Regions from separate parts of the Mus musculus genome. Here region 2 is linked to region 1. The links are chromatin contacts, called in public HiChIP or PLAC-seq maps. All regions are on one chromosome and are shown on one strand. Each heading gives the region's core, a stretch centred on a gene start, on an enhancer-like site or on the middle of the called end of the contact. The rest is flanking DNA. Distances are from core to core; before and after follow the strand shown.

Region 1 (5,006 bases), core at 1,002-3,501:
TATATCATTTTAATTACATGCAAATAATAAGATCAGTTCTAGGCTGGAGAATAAGCAAGACAATAAAACTCCCAAGCTCACTGTTTCTAAGTGCTTATCAGGATGACCAAGATATCTGAGCCTACTTCCCTGTCCTAGCCCAAAGTAAAATTCTTGCCTTAAGCCTACTACTTTGTTCTAGCCAAATTAGATTCCTGCCTGAGCTTACTTCCTTGTCCTGGCCTAATGTCAAATCCCAGCCAAGTGGCCCCACAAAGCTCTCCACAGATGGGCAAAGCCCAACTCAGGAAAGAAATGCTACTTAAGAGCAGTGCAGGGGGGCTGGTGAGATGGCTCAGTGGGTAAGAGTACCCGACTGCTCTTCCAAAGGTCCAGTGTTCAAGTCCCAGCAACCACATGGTGGCTCACAACCATCCGTGACGCCCTCTTCTGGTGTGTCTGAAGACAGCTACCGTGTACTTACATATAATAAATAAATCTTAAAAAAAAAAAAAAAAAGAGCAGTGCAGGGAAAATCCATCTTGGAGTTAGTTCAGTTGAGTGTAGTTTAGAGGCAGCTTCACCAAGTAGAGCACTTCAATGAGAAGCTAAGAGAAGCCGGTTTGAACCAGTTCAGAGAGGACTTTGAGACAGAACAGCTGAGTTGAGTCAGCCAGCTTTGAGGAAGAGCTAGAGTGAGTTTATTCAATAGTCTCAGAGCCTGAAAACATTTTAGGCATAGATTCGCCTAGGAGATGAGGATGAACGTTGCTTTTACAGATCTGTGTAAAGGTGACGATAACTTGACCAGCAGAAAGAGCTCGTTTAACTCACAAGTAGTATCCATCTGACAAATTGTATTCTCCCCAACGGGTCTCCCAGTTCTCATTACTGGAAAGGTTCAGATCATTCCTGTCCCAGAATGGGAATTAGAAAGACTATTCCATTGTGTGGTGTGTTAATTCTGTAAAAGATGGGTTTATGCAAAGACATACTGCTAATATGAGGTTTACCTTGTGCGGAAATGTTCCCTACAGTGGAGAATTCTAGCTTGAAATCTGTCCATTTTAGAGAACAGCTGTGGTACAGATGACAGTTGCCTATCAGAGGCTAAATAGGCAATGAAGTCAAAGCCGCAGTTAATTAAATACTTGGCCAAACTCACTGTAATTGGTGGAACAAACTGACATTTTCACACCTGGGCCCCACCCAAAGGTGGCCAGGCACATTGCCCAGGCCTGCCTAAGCCTGTACTCGCTGCCCAGGGAGCTAGGGCACCTCCCCAAACATAAACATACATTTGAAGGACCTGGCGATTTAGCAGACTTGGTCTATTCTTTGTCCCTTTTCTCTCTTTTCTGTCCAGTCCGCCTTTTCTCTTTTGTCACATCCTCTGTAGGACGCTGGTGTCTATAAGAGATTCCATTCCATGGCCGATTACTCAGGGGAATCAGGACTTTTATCCTGTGAATCCTGTGATATGGTTTTCCGCTCCTGGGCTCTGTTGGCCACACACACCAAACGATTCTGCATTGGCCGGCTGACTCCGGAGGTAACACTTAAATCACAGCCTTCAGTCGCGATCAAACGAGGCACCAAGGTAAGGGCCGCCAGTGGCCAGGGGTAGGTTTTCCATCAATCATTATTCTTACGTTTTTTGCCTCCCCGCCACCAGATCATGGCACAAGAAAAGAGCCGTGATCAGGAAGCCAGCACATCTGCTCTAAAGAGGCTGACAGAGGAGGTACACACCAATCATGACTACAAACTTCAACTTTACATGTGTAGAGATTTACATGCTGGAAATCACCCAGTACAGAAATAGCGGGTCCGAGTTATTTGCAGGTGCAGTTGCTGTCCCTACAGAAAATAGGTCCCCGAGCGACTGAGGGTCTCACTTCCCAGACTGCAGGGAGCCCTGGGGAGAGGCTGCGAGTCTTGCAGGGAACCCGCGCCAGACGCATGGCAGAAACAGAAGCACAGAGCCGGGCGCTGGAGCGTCGCGGCGAAGGTGAGAGGTAAGGACTCGGCCCTGTCGCTGTGCTCGGACTCACCCTGACTCTGCCCATTTGTCCCTCAGAATTAAAACGGCGCCTCCACAGCGTGGCGGGACCCAAGGGAGGATTACCCCGCCCATTCGACTTGGAGCGCGAGCTCAGAGAACTCAAGGAAGAGGCCAACCGGACCCGGGGAGCACTGCAAACGCTAGGTGCGCATTTCCAGGCGCTCCAGCTTCAGCCTCGGTGAGTTGCCGGCCCAGCTTTGGTAGGAGTGCGGGCGGGGCCTTGGGCTCGGGTCAGTGACATCATCTGCTTGCGCCAGAAAACTGCAGGACACCCATAGGGCAGTGGAATTCTGTTACCTGCCCCTGCGGTTCAACCCGGAAACGCTGGCTGCAGAGATCCGGTGAGGACCCCGGCCCTGGGTGGACAGGATCGGGAGTCTGTTCAGTCTGGGAGATCGCTTTCTGCTGCCTTCTTGCTAGGATCCTACGTGAAGCCTACGTGCACGGTGGAGGCCGGGACCCAGAAGTTCTGGACAAAATATTGCAGCTGCAAGTGGAAGCGTCAGCCCTGGAATTGCAGCGGTCGCAAAACCGCAAGGGTGAACGAAAGGGTCTATCATAGAGGGTTTCTACACTGATGGTCCTAGAGTTGGAAGGAGAAAAGGGCTTGAGGGAGAGCACCACTAGAATGGGAGGCACGTAAGCCCAAGGAAGGAAAACCCATTGCCAGATGACAAATCCAGGCTTGTGCAGAAACCCTTAAAGTTGGATTACTACATAATGCTTGACAGATCACTTTAATTCATCTCAGAAAAACTAAGTGCCGCCTCTGAGGAGGTTCTAACGGTGGAAGCCGAAAACAGGCTCCTGGAGGCAGAAATCCTGGCATTGCAGAAGCAGAAAGTCCTGAGTCTGTCGCCCTGGGGTCAGTGAAAAATACAGCCTCTCCCTAGACAATCCCAGGGAACCCAACTCTGAAGGGGTGAAGGGACCAAGTCGGGAGGATGAAGTCCATGTCTGTAACGTGTTTCTGTCAATACAGCTATCTTTGTATCTTTGGTTTATGAGCCTGTACTCCCTCTGACTTACTCAGTTTGCTGCTTCCTCCAGCTCAAGCCACTTTGTTGTTGTTTCTAGGATCCAGGGATCTCCCCGGACACCTGAGTAGGTGTGATAACTCCCTCCTCCCTCCACTGGTTGCACCCCCAATACCACAACTTACAAGTTCCACAAAAGCCCAGAACTTCCATGGCACTTCAAAGACTGTGAGAAAGACAGCATTCGGGGTTGATGGCTGGCTTGACATGCAGTTTGGGGATCATGGGCAGATTGCAGTTCTGTAGGACTGAACTCTTTTGTCCACAATAGATACTTAATGGAACCATGACAAGAAAAATGGGTCTGGATCTCCACTTCCTCCTACCTGCATCAGATGTTCTAGGTCCAGCACCCTATGATCCTGGGTGAGGCCTGCTCCCTCCTTCACAGCATTTTTGAATGCTGACATTTATGGAGACCCACCAACCGCCATCCAGGCTTAAAGTACTGGCCGGGTGGAGGAATTAGGGGCTCTGTGTACATAGATTTGTATTCTTCAGGGCTGGCCTTGTCATTTTCTATGACTTCCTGCGGGGCCTTGACACTTCTTGGATATGGGTACAGCTAATGACCAGCTTGGCCCGGAATGGACAAGATACAGGAGGGACCACAGCATTACCTCCAGCCCTTTGCTTGCCACAACCTTCAGCTCCTGGACCTATGGGCAACTGTGCTATCCTAGCAAGCAAGCAGCCTGTGCCCAGGTTAGTAGGTATAGGTCATAAAGGCTGCACCTTACTAGGTCTGATCTGTACACTGGGCCCAAGAGCAGCCCTACAACAAACTAGGGACTTCAGCTAAATACTCGAACGTGATTTTGTTTCACAGGCTGCCTCCATCACCACTGGTATCTTTGATCTGTGAACTACAGGCCTGGCATGGAGTTACATGGGCACCACAACCAAAGGCTTGGGCCTCACTATTGCTATTTGACCAAGATCTGAGGGTGCTTAGGGGCCGTTGGCGCCTCCCACTTCGGGTCTATCCTAACACCAGCCTCAGCCTTGCCCAGAGGAATGAGATTCCCCAGGTAAGTATAGAGGATAAAGACTGGGTATACTCCCAGATTCCAATGGAGTACCACTTCCTTTGTTAGGCAGGCCAGGCTGAGCTCTTTCTGAGGCTGGTAAATGCAAGAGATACAGATGCCCAGACATTGGCAGAGATCAACCCAGCAAATGCCCATGAATACCAGTACCCACCAATGGTGAGTCCACTTCTGGTCAGCCTGTAGGCTAAGCAGCTTCTATTAGATAGTGTATACCAATTAAGGTATCTACATTAATCCTTAAACCTACCCATGAAATACCATGTGGCAGAAAAAGAACACTTGCCCTGCTTTTCATTAAACTTTGTCCTCAGTTTAACTCCAACGTTTGTCTTAAGTTTTGCTTAAAAACAAAACCCTATCTTTCATATTCTATAGGTGTCCAGTTCATCTGTGGAATCCAGCTTCTTCACCCACAGTTCTGCCTTTGCTGACCCCCCACCTCCCACAGAAGAGGCTTTTGTCAGCGTTAAGGATAAAAATGAGCACTTGAGTCCTCACCAGTTTTGACTGAAACACTGAATTTCTTCTAGACCTGCAGCTTTTTAAATGGGGTCTTGTAACAGTGGCCAACTACATTTGATCCTAAAATACTGTGTGGCAAAAAAGAACTTAACCCAAACCCACTTTTCTTTAAACTAGCCAACTAGAATTTCTTCTGCATTTATTTTCCTTTTATAAAGCAGGTCCAGGAGTAAATGTCTTCAAATATTTAGTTAAACTGGCTGGCATTCAACACTTTGAAAATGGCTTTACCTAAACCAGTGTTGTCAAATTTCACTGAATTCAGCTTTCTCAGGAATTGTAGACAGAAATCTATCCGGGATCAAGCTTCCAATATAGAGGGAACTCCAGATTTAGATTAAAGGGTAGCCC
Region 2 (5,006 bases), core at 866-3,365, 260 kb before region 1:
TCTTGAGGCCCAGTCTCTTTCTTGGAGATCAGGTTGGCTCAAAGTTTCAACCCTGTAACCACATGGTTAGTTTCTCTGGTGACCAGCCCCTCGGCCCGAAACTACCTTTTATTAAAGTGAGTCATCACTTTAATAAAACCACCATTCCTGTCCAGGAATTAATTTTGGTATAATTACAGATGTCAAAAGTCTAAGAGAATAATTTGTATGCCCACCTTTATTGCAATTCTCTATTTTTCAAATACTTATTTTACCTTAAAAAGTTCAAAATGTTGTCAATATTTGAAAGTTTCTAACAGAATAAAAACATCAGTAACTTAAATAAGACTTACTTGGAGGAAGAGTAACACGCTAGAACATTAATATTTTAAAGAACAAAAAATGTAGCAGCACACAGAACAGGTTTTTTGGGCTCTACCAAGCTCTTTAGTGGATGGAAGGGGGTAATGCTACTAAGTTATAATGAAACAACTACCACATACAAACCAGAAGCACTCAGCTGATCCTGAGACAGCTGCTTCCCTTACAGTTTGGTTATAAAAGAACACAATTATGTAGCAAGCACCTGTGTAGAAAATAGCAAGTTAAACAATGCTACCTTCCCAAGTCACCTACATAATCATTCCCAATAAACCCCTTGTCCTCCTCACTAAGGTCAACATCAGCCTGAGTTTAGACATTCTTTAATCCCCTCTACCTCTGGCAACCTTTAGGCTTTCTGTTAATATATAATGCCTAGCCTAGACATGTCATAAAAATGGAATTACAGAAGCAGCCTTTTGTGTTTTAGTTAGTACGTTTTGCAATTTTATGTTTAAAAAATGCCAATCTTTTTGCAAAATGGTTCTACCAATTTATATCCCCACCATTAGGGCCACTGCCCCCTCCCTCCCACATGACCACTCAACTCAGTAAGTCATCAAAGAAGAGAATATTTTTATGACTTTAATTTGGCAATAACTAATGAAACTGTATCTTTTTAGGTGTGTCTTTAGCTATTTTTCAATTATACTATTATTTACAAGTGTTCCTTAACTGTCCTGAATCAAGAGCCCTTTGTCACATGAGTCACAATTATCTTCTATTTCATTGCCTTTTGACTGTCTCTGGAGTATCTTTTGGTAACTAAAAATTCTTAATTTTCAAGTAGTCAAATTATTAATCTTTTTATATTCAGGTCCCAAAGAAAGGTGGGTCAAGTCTCATTCAGTACCTCTGACTCCCCCAGAACCTCTCACCCTGGGTCCTCCCCTAAACTCCAGCATAGGGGCTGAGCTTCCATTCCCCCAGCTTCTGGCTCCTATATAATTATAGCCATTTTGGCCACACATTCTCTTGGTCCTCCTCTCTAGGCCTCTTGATCACATATGTAGGCTCAAAGTAGATGTGCATGTCTTCCCTAATTGCTTTCCACTTCACTTATTCAAGTAGGGTTTCTTGCTGAACCTGGCATGTAATGATTCCAGTTATTCTAGCTAGCCAGGTTCTATAGGAAGTGTTGGGAGTGCACAGATTATAGGCAAGCTGCAAGGCCTGCCAGGCTTTTATGTGGGTTCTGGGGACCCACATGCTTGCCTGGCAAGTGGTTCATCCACTAAACCACCTCCCCAGTCCTGCCTTTTAGTGTTTCTTGATACGGATATTCAACTGTCCCAATACCGCTTAATGAAAACAATCTTTTTGTTTTTAGCTTTATAAGTAACTTTTGTCTATGTGGACTCTGAAAGAAGAGTCCTAAATCTATTCTTCCTATTAGTGTTCCTTGTCTCACTTAATGGCATCCTTACCCACTCATTACCCAAGCAGGAAATAAGGAGATACTGTATTCTAGTGCTTTAGCCACCTATGTTTTTTCTGTGTTCATGTATTTCTCCACATCTAATAACCTCTTATACCCGGATAATGGCAATGGACTTTTAACTGGTCTCCCAATTGCCAACTGTGGCACTCCTTTTAGCAACTTTAATATTTTTAATCAGATAATTATATACTTGTGGCAAAAAGGTTGCAAGCTGAAAGAAGTGATAGTGTTTTTTTCATTCTTAAAAACTGGTTTATGTGTAAATGTGCATACATCACAGGGGCCACAAGAGGGCACTGAATCCTTTAGTCACTGAATGTGAGCAGTGGGACCTGAACTACAGCCCTCTCCTATGGCTTGAACAGCAATGGCTCTTAACTAGTACAACCCACCTTTCCAAGCCCCAGAAAGTGTTTCTCTTATCATTTTGCTAATGTGGTAAGTGCTCACTTTTAGGATAATGTAGTTCTGATTTTCTTAGACTTTTGTTTGCATTCCTATTAAACCTATTTTCTGTATTGTTCGAGAAAGAAATTTAAGCATGACCTTCAACTTTGTGATTTAAGCCTTAAAAAACACTCTCTTTTTAGGTTAAGAAACAACGTTGGAAAACTTCATAAATTCATCTTCCAGGAAAATGAACATAAGTATGAATGTAAAACTGGCAATACAAGCTCAGGAGACTTACAAACCTCATAAAAACATCCACAGTCCACAGATCTTAGGTACAAGAATGACACAAGATATTAATATCTTAACTCACTATAAAATGGATAGCTCTCCCATAACTTACTTTATCCTCTTAACAAATTCAATTAGCAATTCAATTTATAATCTGGAAACATACATAATGAAGACATGCATTTTTATTTTCTAACTATAACAGGTTCTTTTGTACTTACAGATATGTTGCCTTGGCTTGAACTTTGCTTACTATACAACTATCTTAGAAGGTACCACTTTGCTTTATGATAGCTTATTAAATGAGCATGGGCTTAATACAGTCCTTATGTTTCAAGTTGGCTGTTACTTGTGGCAGCTTCCTCTGCAGTTCTCCTTTCATATACTGCTTCTGACAAGGGACCTGCATACCTTGTTAGCTTTCCATCTTCTCTTTTAGGCATTCTCTCTCCTTTGACATAAAACTACCCAGGTCTGAAATCACATCATCAAAAACGACTGCTTTCTGAAGTCATCAGAACATACTACACTCTACCTTCACTATAAAAAGTGTTATTCCTGAATTCATGGCATTCTCTTTATCATGACTTTTGACAAGAGTGACCTCACTGTCCTCATAATCTTTCAACATCCCAGCCTTGAGAAGTTTCTAGAGAATGCTACACAATGAGGCTGGCCAGTTTCATATTACCCTATGATCCACTGATTCCACTGTCTCTGCATAAAAATCAGACCAAAGTTTTATTGTGTTTATTCTCAAATCGGTTTAAGACACTATTTTATAGTTTACCCTCTCTCCTCAGGCTCTCAGATAATTATCCCACTTTTAACTTCAGAGAGGGAGGAGAAGTAATCAGAAAATAACCTAGATAAGCTCTCATTACTATACCTTCTAATGTCTGTGCTATATTCCCACTCTCCCTATTCCTTCAAAAGTGCACATAACTGTCTGAGATCCTAGCTAAGGTCAATCTGCTTACATACTAGATCTCATTTCATCTCAGCCACACAAGGACTGTGGTAGACATTGCCCCTTTTCAGGAATGGCCAAGGTTTTTACTACATGGAATGACTTCCATCAGCACACAATACATTACATTTCTAACTTTTTCTCCTTTTGTGCAAGGGAACTAATCTAGGGTCTTGTTCACATCAGGCAAGGGATTTACACCTCTGAGTTATATTGCTTCCTATTTTTATAGTAATGTTTCTACACTTAGTATTACCATTTTCTTTTTGACTCTCTAATCAGTCCCTGGCCACTAATATTCCATCAAAGCAGCTACCAAATATCAACACTGACACCACACTACATCCAAATGGCAGTCCTCAGACTTCATGTCACTGATAGCTCCACTTGAAATACTTGTTCTTATTGCTGTTGGCGCCAAGACACTAGTGTTTCTTCCTCCTCTTCTTCCTCCTTCTTTTCTTCTGTGCTCTCCCTACTCTGACCTTTAAGAACAAGAATGCACCTTTAGTTTCTGGTCATTACTCCCAGGAACTCATCTAGACATGCAGGTTTTTTTTTTTATCTTATCTGCAATGTTTATGTCTTCCACACTCCATGTAATGCTCAATTGCATCATAAATGCACAGACAACATCTCACTATAAGGACCCAGCACCAGAAGTGCTGGGATCAGAGGTGGACTTTCAGAAAGACAGAACTAGAATGATTAGAGGTAGTACCTACAAAGCACAAAGAAGAAGAATGAAACTATAGAGACAAAGGTTAAAACAAATAATAGAATAATACGCATAGGGTACAAGAGGAGGATAACTCACTGCAAAGTTAGTAGTAGAAAAAAATCTGAATGGCACAACACTGGAAAGCTCAAAATTATGAGCATATCTAAACAACCAATAACAAAGGAGTGAAACTGAAGAGAATACAGTAAATCAAATGCTACATGTTTTTAATAATAAATAAGAAGACAATCTCAGAGCCAGGCGTGGTGGTGCACACCTTTAATTCCAGCACTCGGGAGGCAGAGGCAGAGGCAGGCGGATTTCTGAGTTTGAGGCCAGCCTGGTCTACAAAGTGAGTTCCAGGACAGCCAGGGCTGTACACAGAGAAACCCTGTATTGAAGAAGAAGAAGGAGGAGGAGCAGGAGGAGGAGGAGGAGAAGAAGAAGAAGAAGGAAGAAGAAAGGAGAAGGAGAAGGAGGAGGAGGAGGAAGAAGAAAGGAGGAGAAGGAGGAGGAGAAAGAAGGAGGAGAAGGAGAAGAAGAAAGAGAAGAAGTAGAAGAAGAAAGAGAAGAAGAAAGAAGAAGAAGAAAGAAGAAAGAAGAAGAAAGAAGAAGAAGAAGAAGAAGAAGAAGAAGAAGAAGAAAGGAGAAGAAGGAGAAAGAAGAAAGAAGAAGAAGAAGAAAGAAGAAGAAGAAGAAAGGAGGAGAAAGAGAAAAAGTAGAAGAAGAAAGAAGAAGAAAAAAGAAGAAGAAGAAGAAAGAAGGAGGAGGAGGAGGAGGAGGAGGAGGAGGACAATCTCAGATTGCCAGAGAAGTTGAAGTTACAGGACAAA

The links. HiChIP or PLAC-seq counts read pairs in DNA pulled down with a chosen protein or histone mark.
Region 2: a contact with region 1 is called in an H3K4me3 HiChIP or PLAC-seq map of bone marrow-derived macrophages, with 3 times the contacts expected there. The contact joins the enhancer-like site here to the promoter of C530005A16Rik in region 1. A contact is called at or near these places in 13 of 39 promoter capture datasets (the 3T3-L1 cell line, 3T3-L1-derived adipocytes, the C10 cell line and 8 more), 3 of 15 datasets of contacts at CTCF or cohesin (the NIH/3T3 cell line, large pre-B cells and pro-B cells), 14 of 484 Hi-C or Micro-C datasets (the 63-12 cell line, the AML12 cell line, the CH12 cell line and 10 more), 19 of 115 datasets of contacts at active chromatin or transcription factors (the 230-238 cell line, the SCID.adh cell line, acute myeloid leukemia and 13 more) and 4 of 9 other capture datasets (adipose tissue, liver, macrophages and 1 more).

What each region holds. Positions count from the first base shown.
Region 1 is chr4:116,595,379-116,600,384 of GRCm38.p6, forward strand. It overlaps C530005A16Rik (RIKEN cDNA C530005A16 gene), which reads right to left and starts at 2,252. Exons shown (of 3, transcript NR_029450.1): 1 at 464-2,252. It overlaps Ccdc17 (coiled-coil domain containing 17), which reads left to right and starts at 1,352. Exons shown (of 13, transcript NM_001037916.3): 1 at 1,352-1,579; 2 at 1,655-1,723; 3 at 1,885-1,990; 4 at 2,060-2,222; 5 at 2,302-2,385; 6 at 2,465-2,583; 7 at 2,796-2,909; 8 at 3,122-3,249; 9 at 3,353-3,447; 10 at 3,583-3,786; 11 at 3,911-4,112; 12 at 4,179-4,289; 13 at 4,509-4,888. The coding sequence starts at 1,409. The coding sequence ends at 4,640.
Region 2 is chr4:116,340,221-116,345,226 of GRCm38.p6, forward strand. The region is part of intron 5 of Mast2 (microtubule associated serine/threonine kinase 2); the gene reads right to left. Among named protein-coding and RNA genes, the nearest start is that of Pik3r3, 120 kb to the left of the region's middle. Within about 2 kb of position 2,116, at least 3 of the 459 cell types and tissues checked have an H3K27ac peak or open chromatin away from gene starts, as enhancers often do. A contact at or near this core is called in bone marrow-derived macrophages, where this site is marked.